Regions from separate parts of the Columba livia genome. Here region 1 is linked to region 2. Evidence: chromatin contacts called from public Hi-C data. All regions are on one chromosome and are shown on one strand. Each heading gives the region's core, a stretch centred on a gene start, on an enhancer-like site or on the middle of the called end of the contact. The rest is flanking DNA. Distances are from core to core; before and after follow the strand shown. Region 1 holds the start of KCNJ2 (potassium inwardly rectifying channel subfamily J member 2). Region 2 overlaps MAP2K6 (mitogen-activated protein kinase kinase 6).

The links. Hi-C and Micro-C count contacts between places; a contact is called where the count stands out from the background.
Region 1: a contact with region 2 is called in a Hi-C map of crop, with 2.6 times the contacts expected there. The contact joins the promoter of KCNJ2 here to the enhancer-like site in region 2.

The regions. Positions count from the first base shown.
Region 1 is chr18:11,913,536-11,920,443 of bColLiv1.pat.W.v2, forward strand. KCNJ2 (potassium inwardly rectifying channel subfamily J member 2) reads left to right here and starts at 3,776. Exons shown (of 2, transcript NM_001290101.1): 1 at 3,776-3,832.
Region 2 is chr18:11,744,576-11,751,561 of bColLiv1.pat.W.v2, forward strand. The region is part of intron 12 of MAP2K6 (mitogen-activated protein kinase kinase 6); the gene reads left to right. Among named protein-coding and RNA genes, the nearest start is that of MAP2K6, 45 kb to the left of the region's middle. Within about 2 kb of position 5,231, at least 1 of the 3 cell types and tissues checked has an H3K27ac peak away from gene starts, as active enhancers do.

The DNA.
Region 1 (6,908 bases), core at 2,526-5,025, 170 kb after region 2:
CAAAATATATTTATTTGCTCTATCAAGTCTTATCAAATATGGATTTCTCATTGGATTTACCCATTCCTTATGTTACAAACGTGGCTTCATTTTTCCTTGGAGATCCCAGCATTAGACATATAAAGATCCAGTTAATGTCGAAACCCCACGGGTTTACTGTGAATGGGGAAACCACCTTTTCCTGATGAATTTTTTCCAGTTGACTTAATGGTTAGAGAAGAAAGGCTCACTTATGCCACTTTACATGCATGGAAATGGTGAGACCAGAAAAAAAAAAGCAAGCCCAACGCCCTATTTATGGCACTTCTTCTCATCTTGTGGAAACCGACTGCTTTGATTCTACCAGACCATGTTTTCTTTGCAAGTACAATACAATTAAGCTATTTTCAGCTGGCAATAAAATCCTTGAGAACCAAAGCAGATTTGGCCACTTTAAGAGATGAAGACTAATGCAATCTGATAATTAGGTCATTTCAGTGCCAAGACAGAAAAAGCAATTTAATAACATCTCCCGTGCAGTAAGACAGGGGCTAAAGCCTCTGGTCCCAGCTGGCAAGGACTGTGTCTGCAGCACAACTCGCCGGTTCGCTTCCATGGCATCTGCAGAGCTCGGCAGGACCGAGGGGGTGTGACCGGCAAAGGCGACAACGAGGCCAGAAAACAGCAAATGTGGGGAGAAAAAGCCCCTTTTTTTGCTGGTATGGCCTGGCTGAAATTTGCCTCAGAAAAAGCATCTCGCTTTGTTGCTGGCTCCTTTTCTTCCACCTCCTACGAGAAACGAATGTTCTGCCTTCCCAGGGCCCTTCTCATCCCTCGACACCATTTCTTCTGCAGATAGTGGTTATTAGCTTGAAAACTCCTCCGACTGTGACCACTTCACAAAGCTCTTCTAATATTCCCATTCAGGAGGCTCTGTAGTGAGACTTCTGTAGCTAGACCACGTCAAATTAGAAAACCATTCATCAAGAGAAGAAAAACAAACCCTGGCTCACTCTTGAGGGTTAAGTTTTCAGCTGTCTCTCAACCCTTTTGTCCTGGCTTGTTGCAACAGGAAAGGGTTTTTTAGAAACTGTTCTTGTAACTTCAACTTCCCCGTTCAGGGGGTTTGGAGGTGTTTCTCTCGCTGAAGTCCACGCGGACGCGAGCCGGCTTTGTTATGGTTCTCATTATCTACATAAGAGATGAGAATCGATATTTCATTCTAAGAAGAGCTTTCTGGGCAGAGCTGTTCCAACATTAAACAAGCTGCAAAACAGTCGTGATGTATCTGCTCTACCCTTCCTCAGGATGAAACACCAAACGGCTGAACCTGCAAGTCCCTGCTGCTGTGATTAAGTCTTAGTCACGTCGGCGGGTCTGGGATCTTTGGGTCTAGCAGTCCTGCAGTTCTTAGCGGTTGGTTTGCATGAGTAAAGGCTGAGTAAGAGTCCACAAGGTCGGGCTGTAATCTGTAATATCTCGTGGATTTTGTGCAGAGATTTGGTGAACCCACCCCCCCGCAAACTGGGGCTGTTCTCAGCAAAGCACTTCTCAGCAAGAGCAATCACAGCTGCTCACAAAAAGCCCACAGACACTCAGAAGAATGAGGGATGCTTTTTCTCTGATACAGGTACATGAACTGTGTAGTATTTGTGCCTATGGCTTTCAAATCCTGTGGATTTGATGATTTTCATCTTACTGAATGAAGAAAATAACTGCAGTCAATCCCTCTTGTAGATTTTTTGTTTTCCAGGTTTGACATTCATAAGAAACTCACCCATGTTATAGGACTTTTCTTCCACTTACAAATGAGCAGAATCACCCAAGAATAACTCACAAACAATACGTTTGCCCAACATGCCAGATTGCTCAATGTACACAAACACTTGTCTTTTCTTCCCCTCTCCCCGTCGTGTAAATTTTGTGCATCCTGCACACATAACACTGGGGACTTTTACAAACCAGCTGCATTTGGCCATTGTATTTGTTGCTGCAACAATGCGGTGCTTCCTCATTCGGAGTATGGGGAACTCAGCAGATCCTGTAAGGGACACTAAGGGCAGGCGGTGGAAGTTGTTCAGCAGCAATATGTTCCTAAAGCATTTGGGCAAGGCATTTTCATGTCAGGGTTGTAAACTTATGAAACAAACGAGAAGGAGGACAGTTGAAGCAACTACAAGTGACTACAGGCACTGGCGCTGTGGAAAGCAGGGAATCTGATTTAGAGCCTGTTTTGGACATTGTGAGGAAGCTTTTGGACCAGTCCCTCTGCAGCTCCAGGCAGAAAACCTGACTGCGGATTAACACTGCTCGTCCCACACCATCCCCAGCACCCGTTCGCTGGGTGTTGCAGGAGCTACCATTGCAATCCTGGGCTGCAATTGGAGGTGTTCACAGCCTTGTGTGGTCCGCAGCCCTTGCACTCAGCAATCACCTTCACTCTGAGTTTTCCAGCGGAGCGCACAGGGCTCCCCGCTGCATTTCAGCTGTTGGCCCTGGGGAACGCGGCTTTCCGAGGGCAGAGGAGCGGACACCTGCCTCGGAAACCAACACCCCTGCACTGTCCATCAGCGCCGGAGCTTGGCAAACTTCAGACTGTGCTTACAAGGCTGTTTTTGTTCCTGCAAGGCTCCCGGCCAGACATTTCATCCTTTCTTTTTTTTCAGTCTTAGGCCACGTCCACTGCAGGGCAGACAGGCTATTAAAAATCCTTCTGATTTCTGCACGTTTCAACACCGGCCGGCCAGCCTGCGGATTGAGCTGCCACAGGTGATCAATGAAACAAAGAACTGGATCCTACGCGCTGCAGCCAGGCAAATACTTCTCTTGCTTCCAACCTTGCTCCGAAAGATGTTAGTTCAGGGATCAAAGCTCTTGTTTTGGAAGGCACGTTGGATCTCAGTGAAAGAGAAGGATGTGAGGTTTGATGCTTGAGTGTTCCTTCTCCTGCTAGGGTCAGGTGTTTGTGGTGAGATCACAAACATCTTAGCATTTCACTGAAATAAAGGAGCAAAAGGAATGAAAGTGGATTCAATGGGTTCAAACTGGAACACAGGAGGTTTCACTTAAATATGAGAAGAAACTTCCTCTCAGTGAGGGTAACAGAGCCTGGACCAGGCTGCTCAACGGGGGTGCCCGCCTGGACACCTTCCTGTGTAACCTCATCTGGGTGTTCCTGCTCCGGCGGGGGGATTGCACTGGATGAGCGTTCCAGGTCCTTTCCAGTCCCTGGCATTCTGGAATTCTGTGCAAACTATTCCCTCTCTGATATTTTTCCTTAGCACACGGGGTCCGGACACCGGCTCAGCCACACAGATCCCACCCGGGACCTTCCCAGGTTCCCAATAAAATCTCGCAAAAGCTTTTCTCGGAGCTGGGGGGGCGGGTACCCGTGGCAGGTGCCGGGTGCCCGCGGACACAACCGGAGGGAACCGGGCGGAGCGGCTGCGAGCGGGACCCGTGGAACGCCGCTCAGGGTCGGGGGGGGGTGCTGCGGCCGCCCAGGACCGCCCCCGCACAGCCCAGCGGCCGCGGCCGCCGCTGCTTCCCCCGGCAAGTCCTCGGGACCCCCCAGCCCGGGTGCCGCCCGCCCCCGGCCGCGCTGCCCCGGCCCGGCCCGGCCTCCCGGCCGCCATTGGTGCGGGGCGGCGGGAGGGCGGGGACGGCGGGGCCGCTATTAAACATCACATGGCAGCTCGCGAAAAAAAGGGGCAGCGGCTCATTGAGAGGCTCAGTGGGAAGCGGTGCGGCGGCCGGCGGGCACCCCGGGATTGGCTTTGCTGCGTCCCCCACAAAGCCGCGGGATCTTACACCTTTTGAACTCTCCCAGCACCTCCGTTCGGGCCACCGGCAGGTAAGCAGCGCTTGCTTTCCACACCTATTCGAGACGCCCACGCAGGGTCACCCTGGTCCGCAGGGCGATGCAGCGGTCGCGGTCTCGGTGCGAGCACCGTGTCGCGATATTCCCGACATAAAGCTTTCCTGCTCGGTGAATTTGTGCTTAGACGTTTGGAGGGGGAACTCTTGCATTTCTCATGCACCATCCACGAGCTATTCTCAGTGACTAAAATAATTAGATAGGTATGCTGGGAACACTCGAGCATCTGCTTGCAGCATCTGTTTATGTTCATAACTTTCCATGCACCAGCTGCTCCCCCCTCCCGCCCCCGAAATATTTTATTCTGGGGAAGGGCTGGAAGTTTGCATGACAAGCCCGTGTCGCAGGAGCAGCACCGCTCCATCCCTTCCAATTCTTCTCGCCTGTTGTTTCCTGTACAAGAGAGAGGTCGAAAGTATCAAGTCTTGGAGATCAGATATGCCTTTTTGAAAGGAGTGTCTGAAACGTTCTGGAGGGGCATGAAATGAACCTGTAACTTCATTCATTGGTATTATGGAAGCGGGGGGGTTGTTTGTTTTTAACCATCCTGAAAAAAAAAAAATAGGAAGAAAGAAAACAAAAACAAAACCATTGCAGCTGGAGAGCCCGTGAAGGGGCTGTATTGTTCCGAGTTTGTTCATGACAGTTAAAGGAAAAAATACTGATAAGAAATGGCAGATTTATTCGCGGGGACTCAGTGGCTGCTTTGTCACCTCCCCGGGGACCCGCAGGTGCCACCGCGGTGGCTGAGCCAGGACCCGCATCTCGGTCCCCCCAGCCTGCGAGGTGTCAGTTCCAGCCTCACCTTTACACTTGTTTGCTTTTCCATCCTCCCAGCCGGTGCATCAAGTACACCCCCTGGTGATGGCTGCTTCACTTGTAGATATTTTGTCATCAGCTAGAAATACCCTGAACCCGTCTCCTTGGCAGGACAGCAGATGCAAATGCCACTTGTCTTTTCCTCTCTCCTATTTCTTTGCACCATCATCATCTGCTCTTTTTTTTAACTTATTTCCCCCCCCCCGTCCCCACTGCCTGATTGTGAAGGACAGATCCTTCTCCTGAAGGCAGCTGAGCGCTTTGTGTCACTCGAGTCTCCCCAAATCAGTGGAGAAGCCCCGGGGAATGACTTTTCAAGTAACACAGGGGTCCGGAGGAAGGTTCTGGGGGTGGCTGTCCCCAGCAGCGAGGGAGTGGGGACTGTGGAACAGGCTTTACTGGTGCGAGTGGCTCCTTTGTTCTGTTTACCGAGGGCAGGAGGGGAAGGCGCTTGGCTGAGCTGGTGCCGGTGCTCTCTTAGCAACATGTGCCCGGCTCTCGGCAGGGCTGTGCGCCGGGGAATAACTGCTCCGAGCGCTCATTAGTGCTCCTCTCCCCACCCCTCCGCTCTTTTTGCACTTGAGTTTTTTTGCTCAGTATTAAACCTTCTGCACCGATTCCCTTCGAGCTCTTTGTTGCAGAGTTTAAACATACGGTGTGAATGTCTTTCCTGGGGGCAGATATTGAGGGGGATGCTTGCTGAAGGGAAAAGTGGGGGTTTGGGCTCCGCATTTGCACACAGGTTGGGTCAGAAATGCTGTGGATGCAGTGCAGCCCTGTTTTTCTCTGCCTCTCCAAGCATCCCCTCGAAGCAGAGCAAGCGCAGGGCTCTCCCACCCCATCTCATCGCTCCCCAGTAACGCCGTGCTGGTGCCAGTGCTGGTAATTACAGGCTGCATTGCTCTAGTCTTGTATTCCCTTCCAAGAGGGAAGGCAGCCTGAATTAATAATAATAACACACCTAGTGATGATTGCATCTACAGCTGCGTGTGTGTGTCTGGCTGTAGCGCGCTGGGCCCAATTATACCAAGATTTGGGTTGGTTGGTGGGTACTGGGTGGGCTCTTTGTCTGGTGAGGGTTGCAGGGCTGGTCCCACACTTGCTTGGCATCCTCAGTGCCACCAGTTGCGAACGGGGTGTGGAGAGGAGCAAACTTGGCTCATCCTTGAGCAGCAGGTGGATTAGCTGAATCACAAGGACCGTTAGATTTTTTCATCCTAGTTTGGTTGCTTGTGGGATTTTTGGGGGGAACTTCTACTGGAACTCGTTGTGCAAGTCAGGGTGATGACTGATCAGGTGTGTGATGGGGCAGCCAGTGGATCTGCTGGGTGTTCTACTGGGCCAGGAGCAGGATCAGACCCTCTGGCTGGTCCCTGCACCCCCGAGCGCTCGCAAGGGAGACAATTTGTGCTGTAAAAGCAAGAAGCCAACTGTGCTGCAGTGGAGCGTGCCAGAGCTTTGTTGTATCGACTTCAGGCAGTCTGTAAAGGTAGCACAGGGTTTAAGGATCGTTAGAGCCAAATTGCTGCAGGTTTGGCCCCGAGGGTGGCTGGGAAGGAGACGTTCTGTGCAAGGCAGAAGGTGCTCAGCCACTCAGGGTAGGAATATCATGGTATACGGTACCTAATTTGGGTCCCAAACTTCTAAAAGCAGCCGGCTTGCCGCAGGAAGCTGGCCTTGTGATTTCAGTGATCTGTGGAATTCAAACAAATGTCCTTGGGTCAGGACTTTTGTCAGAGAGCTGCATATTCAGACACCTGAGGCTTTACAGCTTATCTTTCCCTCTACCACAAGTTTTCCCCTAAAATCCAAGAGACAATGCAGAGGAAAAAAAAGGAGGGGGAACAAAGCCCAAACAAAACAACAGCTTCAAAATAAAGCGCTTCCTGGGCTGTGTATTTCAATTACCTTGGAACAAATCAGGCTTTGAACGTGGAAGTTGAACATGACTGTGATTATTGGATGTGGTTTATAAAAGTAATCGATTTGCAGACCAATGCAGCGGCTTTTGAAGAAGTTGTTTTGTGTGGAATGTATTAACAGTAACTCCACCTTCCCTCTGTCTTTAGGTTTCTAATAGAAGTATTTTTCAGGCAAAAAACATAATTTAAGTGTGAACATTAAAAGATTTTTCTTTGCATTTTTGGGAGTGATATCCTGACAGGTGTTAGAAACCTCATGATTAAAAGGGGGTGGTGGGGGGGGAGCGAATCCTTACGCAGCACAGGCAAGA
Region 2 (6,986 bases), core at 3,981-6,480:
TTATAGTCTTGCCTCAAAAAATCATCCACTTCCCTGCTCCTTGGGGTTCCTTTTGTTGCTGTTGCTTTTTCATTGAATTTCCTCCTGTTTATTGACATGTCTATTGTTGAGCTTCCTGGACACATGCAGCTCTCTTTTTCGGGTACAGAGAAAGACAAATAGTTGCCTTCACTGGTCTGCCCCTGCTGTTGGGGAAATACTGCTGGCGATACGATTCCTGCAGCTGGGGATGGGTCTCAGTGAGAGCTGGGGTCATGGAGGGTGTAAACTGGCATTTCTCCATTGGCTTGGCTGGAATAAGGCCAGTTTTGTCCAGCTGAGAATCTGTCCTTAATGTCTAAACAGTTATTACACACTAATAAAGATTAATGATTGTAAATCCCCACGGATTATACATAAAACGGCAAGTTTTACTCATTAATCTTTATTGCCATATTATAGCTGTTTATGTTAGAAGGGTCGTCTCTTTTTGGTCTGAACGTGCACTTAGGAGGTGGGGGTTGAGCATGGGGGAGACGAAGGGTGGACAAACCAGACCAGATGTCCATGTGTTTTACAGGCTGTGTCCTCCCCCCCAGGTTGGTTGTTTCCTTGAAAGCCATTAACCAGCAGCAAAGGATGTATCACAGAGCTTTGTCCGCTTCGCTGGCCTCTGGCTGAGCTATAAAATCCAGATTGTTTCTGGTGAGAAGGGATCAGATCTCCTAATTAATATTTCAGCTCAGCCTTTACTGGAGCAGATGGATAATATGAAATTTGATGTGTGCTCTGGCAGGCCAGAGCTCTGCAGTGCAGTGAGATTCACTCTGGGATCGTGGCTGGAGAGATGCTTTCTGTGTGGTAGGAAGCTGGGTTGCAGGTTGAAAGGATGCTGCTCCTTCACGTAACCCCACACCATAAAAACAGTTGATGTTGTTAATAAAGAGGGGCAGGAAAAGCTCAGTTGCATCTCAGCTTTCATGTGTTTGTGGATGTGTGTAGATACAGGTAGGAGCTGGTCGTACCAGTGGTCTGGACACAAAGGTTCTTGTGCTATATAAATAAAAAGGACTCTAAAGACAGTAAAATGCAAGAGCGGTCTTAATGGGGTAGGGACAAAATGAGTCCTTTGATAGGCAGCTGGTGCCCATCCGCTCTGCCCGGGAAGGTCTGTAGTCGATGGGGAAGGCTGCTGGAGCAAAAAGAGAGGGCAAAGAGACAGCCACAGACTTGGCTGGGTACATAGCCTGCTGAGACCGGCCTGTCTCCCCTTTCTCTGGCTGTTTATACCTTCAGGCCCATTTGTAGGTAAGGAGTTTGCTCACAAGTCCCTCATTGCCACTGCATCCCCACTTCAGCAAAAAGAGACAAAATCTAAAATCCAAAAGAAACCCACAAGGAAAAACTGCAAGTGAGCTGATGCTCATTGCCTGCTGCGTGCTCTTGTGCATCGCTGCTTCTCCTGCTGAACCTGCTGGTGCGATATTTAACGGACTTAAATGATGGGGAACACATTAGAATAAACATTTTAAGGTGGTCTCGAAGTAGCCTAATGGTGGAAATACCAAATTTACAGGCCACAGGGATAAATGAATTCTTTAGGGGTCCGTACAGCCGCCAGTGCCGTTCTACTGGGAGCGATTTTGGCTGCATGACGTTTATTCCATGGCCTCCTTTAGTGTGCTCCTGGGTTGCTACAAAGCTCTTTGCCTCTATCGATACCTTAAGTCTCAGCCACCTTTAGGTTTTGTGTTTTACTGTCTGGGATTTTACTCTCAGCCTTTTTTTCTGGGCGGTTGGTCAGAGTGAAGGAAAGGGAGAGCGGCCCCCAGCCAGCTCTCGGCTTTGCAAGAGGAAGGTCCTGCCTCTCCGTTACCCAATTAACGGGACACGCAGCCAGAACCTTGCTACCCTGCAGGTATCCAGCCCAAGTGAGAACTTCTCCCTTTGTGCTTCGCTGCCATCGCATTAAAAATCCCTTCCTGGAAGCGGTTCGGCTCTGGAGCTGCAGCAGCTTTGCTCCGAGGCGGCTTGTACTTGGGATGGGCCGCCTTTCCTTCCTCGAAAGGCACTTGGGTTTCTCTCCACGATGGGGCAGAAGTCCAGCGGCTGTGAGGTACCGCGAGGATACACTGGGAGAAGCTTTGGAAGCATCTTGAGCGCTCTGGAAATAGAGATGGAAATCTCAAAAGATCAGACGTCTTTCGGCAATTTCCAAAGCTATGTGGTTTTCGCCAGACCTGAAAACCCTTCCTAGAAGTTTATTTCAGGGTATTTTGGTATGTTACTTTCACTTTTGGGCCCAGCTAAATCCAGGAAGCTCAGAATAGTGTAATTTTTAAATAAAGACTAAACACACCCCAAGTATTACTGAGCCGATCAGGAAAGTTGCTGTTTGGTTTCTCTTACAGGAAGAATTCAGGCCAGCTCAGGGTTTATCCTAATTCAGGCTGGTTTTGCCCCAGATTATTCTTCTTCTTGAGAAAATAAGACACCAAGCCGTGGTCTTTCCAAAAACACTGTGACCAGTCACGCAAGGGTATGAACCACGTTGTGCCAGAAGGTGGATGGAGATAAGTGGTCCAGGGAGAGGCGGCCAACATCTGATGGTTGGAACGAGCGGTCTGGCAGCAAGCGTGCCCGTGGCCTCCAAAACCAAAGGTAGATACAGTTTCCCCAGGGGTTGCGTGATGGAGGTATCAGGGTCTGCCAGGTCTCGTTTTTTTTCCCTCTAATAAAGAACATTCAGTCATCGTGGAGAGTCCAGGAACAATATCTGAAAGCCTCCGGTATTTCTCAGCCCAGTTGTGTGGGTTTTTTTTCAGGATGGATACCGCGAAAAGTTGGGAAGGACCAGGTGTCCTTCATTTACGCAGCCAGACTGAGGAGATGTAGATCAAGTGCCTCGTAAGAGCCAAATAGGTGTGTTTAAAGATGAATTACAGTCTCCGTCATAACTGTTAAATCAGGATCAAATTTTCTCATGTACAGGTGCAGCTGCAGAGTTCTCCATCCACATTTAGCCCAGATTTAGTCATTAGTCCTGGAGAAATACCTAAGAGCACGGACTGTGCCATTTGGAGGACGTCTGGCAGGTTGGGGCTCTGCAGGGTACAAAGTACAGCATCGCCAATACCAGCACCGGGCTCCAGGTATTTCCTACATGATCTAGATTATGAAATGAATTTCCAGAGCTCTGCCACCGCTTCGCTTCCTCCACAATTGTGAATCGAGTGGTTCGTGCTTGGCAACAGCTGTCACTGTGCCGGCAGGGCTGCTGGAAATAGCCACAATGTACAAAGAGTTGGGATTTTGCGTTTGTTTTTTAACAGCAGTGTGTTGCGGGGGGAGCTGCTGAATGGAGTTTCTTGCAAATGGGAAATGGGTTGGAGTAAAACTTGCCATTTCTCGCAGAAGAAAGGAACTGTCTAAAAATGCCCGAAATCTTCAATTTAAGGAATTACAGTTTTGCTGGCAAAGATCCGTGTTTAGCATCGAAATATATGAAATTTCTAGGATTTCGGTCTGGCGGTGTGAAATCTGCTCTCTCGCGAGATGGCGGGAAATTTGTAATAAGGTTATTTCTACGTACTTCCAGCTAAAAAAAGAACTGAGCACAATGGGAAAGCAACCACTTCCAGTGGTCTGTTGGTCTTGAAGAGGGCACAGGCAAAGCAGCTGTGTTGTGAACACGGCAGAAAAGAGGCGCCTTTCCAACCTGCTGTCAGGAAGGTCCTTATTTTACTTTATTTTTAGGATTATTTTTTTTACAGTAACATTATTTCATTTCAGAACTGTGAAAGTTTCTGCTTTTCCTTACGTGTGGGAGGCTGATTATTCCTTCTCATGTTCTAATTATTTATTATTTATCCATTTCTGGTACTAGACAAGATGTGCTGAAGGCATCTCCCAGCCTACCCTCCAGCCTTATGGAATACCTATAGGATCTCTTGACAGCTGGGATGGCAACTGGCAGTAGCTGGCTAATTATTATTTTAAATTATATTTATAGCAATTTAGATTTTCTTTTAGTGACCTGGTTTGCTCTAGAATTAGGGATGGGGATAAGGAATATTTCATAAAAAAGTGGATTTTTCAATGTTTCTTTAAACATCGTGGAGGCTTCCGAATAAACCCGCTCACGCTTTTTTAATACGAAAAGCAGCGGTTGGGTTGTAGTTGTTCCTTCAAGAGGGGATTGACTTAGCATCAGGGTTCAGTTTAAGTGGTAAAAATGTTTAGTGTCACAATGTCATTAACCAAAAGCTCATTGGAATTCTGAGAAAGTGATAATTTTCCACCTGACAAATCAAATCTGGTTGGTGATGAACTCGGTTTGACCAAGTCTCACTCCAGGCTTTTCTCTTATCACATTTTCCTGGAGTTTTCCTTTAGCCCTCGAGCCGGGGAGACTCGGGGTTGCCAGGATGGCTTCAAAGCGGAGCTGAGGGCCACCCAGCACCCTCTGCCCAGACATCTGTGGCTCTGGAGGACACAAGTCCTACAGAAACAATGGAGGAACTCATGACCAGCTGCGTCTTGCTCGGTCAGAGATGTCGAGGTGAAATCCCACAAGCGTGACCTGTGTTAGACAAGCAGGATCGGGGGCTCAAAACCAACCATTTGTTCTTTTTATTCCCCTTCTCCTCTTCACAAAGGTGCCTTGCTGCTCTCCTGCTCCAAAAGCCTCCCTGGCCTTTCTGATGAAGAATGCTGCGGTGCATCTGTTTTCCAACAGCTTGCATTGGTTTTCTGGTTTGTTTTTCCTTCCCTCTATGTATAAGGAATGGTGGGTAGCAGAATGTGGAATTCATTAGAAGTTCATAAAGCGGGGACCTCAGAAGGATGTGGGTATAAATGGTTTTCAGGCATCTGAGGTGAACTTTAAATGGAGCTTTGGTCCTCATTTGCTTTCTGCTTTTCAAATACCATTTATGAGAAAGTGGAGCTGTCAAAGCCGTGCATGAACTTTGCCTTCTTGCAAATAACTTGTCTCAAAGTAAATTGTCAAAATGCACAAGAAACTTGTCTCAAAGTAAATCCAGTAGCTCTACAAAGCTGGAAACGTATGTGCATTACAATGTGTGTGTGTGTGTTGTGCATGGGTGGGTGGGGTGAGTAAATCTACCATTTTGGAGATCTAAAACGCAACGCAAGCGTTTTTAGGAAAGGCAATGTAAAATATTTATTTCTTGGCAAAAGTACATCAGACCACATCTCCCATCCTTCTATTAATTGCTTCGTGTTTGTTTTTGTTGTCTAAGTCTTTGCTGGCCCGTTTCCTCCGCAGTGCTCGTTGCTGCTCAGCAGCCGTAACCTCACACAACCCCTGCGGCAGCGCGGGACGCGGGGCACGGGCTCTGCTCTCGGTGGGGGAAGCACCGCTGTTCGCATCCACGGGGGGAACGGAAAAGCTAGGGTTAGACTAGAGAAGGCAGCACAATGCAGTATGAGCGATTTTCAATTTTGAGTCTTCTTGAGGAAGCTCCATCGTGGTGAGAGTCAGAAGTGCCCTTTCCTAACACAAGATCCTGGAATCGTAGCTTTGGGGAGTGCGGGTTTGTCCAGAGATAGCGAGTGTTGAGGTAAACTCTTATTGCCTTGGCCTGTTATCGTGAACATGTCCTAGTGGTATATTTGAAATAAATGAAGTGCTGTCATCTCTGGGAGGTGCGACCCAGGTTCTTGTCAGCGCTGGTTAAGGTCCCCTGGGGCTTTGCCGAGGGTTTGTAGCAGCGCAGAGCCACCCCGTGCCATGACAAACCGAGCTCCCAGCTCCTTCTCCTGTCTGCAACCAGGTGAATTTCACACCGGAGCCAGTCAGATATTGCAGAGTTCGCCGGGTCCTCCCTGCGCCCCACAGAACTTCGGCTGCCCCCCCATACGGCTCCACGTCCGCCCCGTCTGAAACACTTCTCTTACTCTGTGTCATCTTCATTCATCTCAAAGCCGTTCCCCATACTATGAAGATGATAAATAGCTGGAGACTGACAGTAGGACCATGTGTGTAACATTAGATAAGCTTTTATTTAACAATGTTGTTTTAATGAGATGCTTTTAGGATTCGCGTTGTGCTGGATTAGGGATATTGGTGGAACAACTGAACTGGTATTCTTAAACCTGACTGCTCCAGATCCTTTTCCTCCACCCTCTTCATTAAAAAAAAGAATAGATTGGGAGAATATATTTAACTTGAACAAGAACCCAAACACTGCTGGTGGAATAAGTTAATTGTCTTTACTACGCTTCAGTTTGATTTCTCAGGATACCCAAAGGTTTATCAGTGCTGCTGAGAGAAGGGGACAGTTCACCTTTTTGAAACTTCAACCACTGTAACCGTTTTCCAGATGTGCGTGTGCGCGCGTGTGTGTGTTAAATTCAGCAGCGTGTGTGCGTGTGTTCTGCTGAATATTGTGTGCATCTATGAACTGCTTCAAACAACTGCCTGGAAGTCAAAACCGACCACCTCTTTCCAGTCATATGTTTGCCGTGACTTTTCATAACCACACTTGAACTAGTGGTCTTGGATTAAATATTCAAAGAGCAGGGCATCTTTATAGCAATGGTATGTCAGTCAAATTAAGAAAAATGTACACAAAAATAAATAAATGAGATTTAAAAGCGGTGTGCTGTCAGTTTACCTGTATTTACCCAGTGGAAGTTGTCGGGGATACACTGTGCTGCTTTGCTTTTCACGTGGAAGGTTTTTAAGGATCATCCTGCTCGTAGCAGCTTATCGCACGTTACTGAAAACTCAGGAGTGCTGAAGCTGCTCTACAGAAGGAATTGTCAGTCTTTCTGCCGTCGGTTTTTCCTTCTGCGCTTGGGCTGGCGTGGCTGGGGGAGCAGAACACCCACATCCCGTCCAGCCCACATCAAAGGCGCTGCTGCGGCGAGACGAGCCGCCTTCCTGCACCCCCCCAAAAAATACCAGCTTTTCAGCGGGGATGGGGGGCTGTAGGGGCTGCAAACGGCCACAGCGTTGCTGGGGTGCGGGGTGCGGGTTT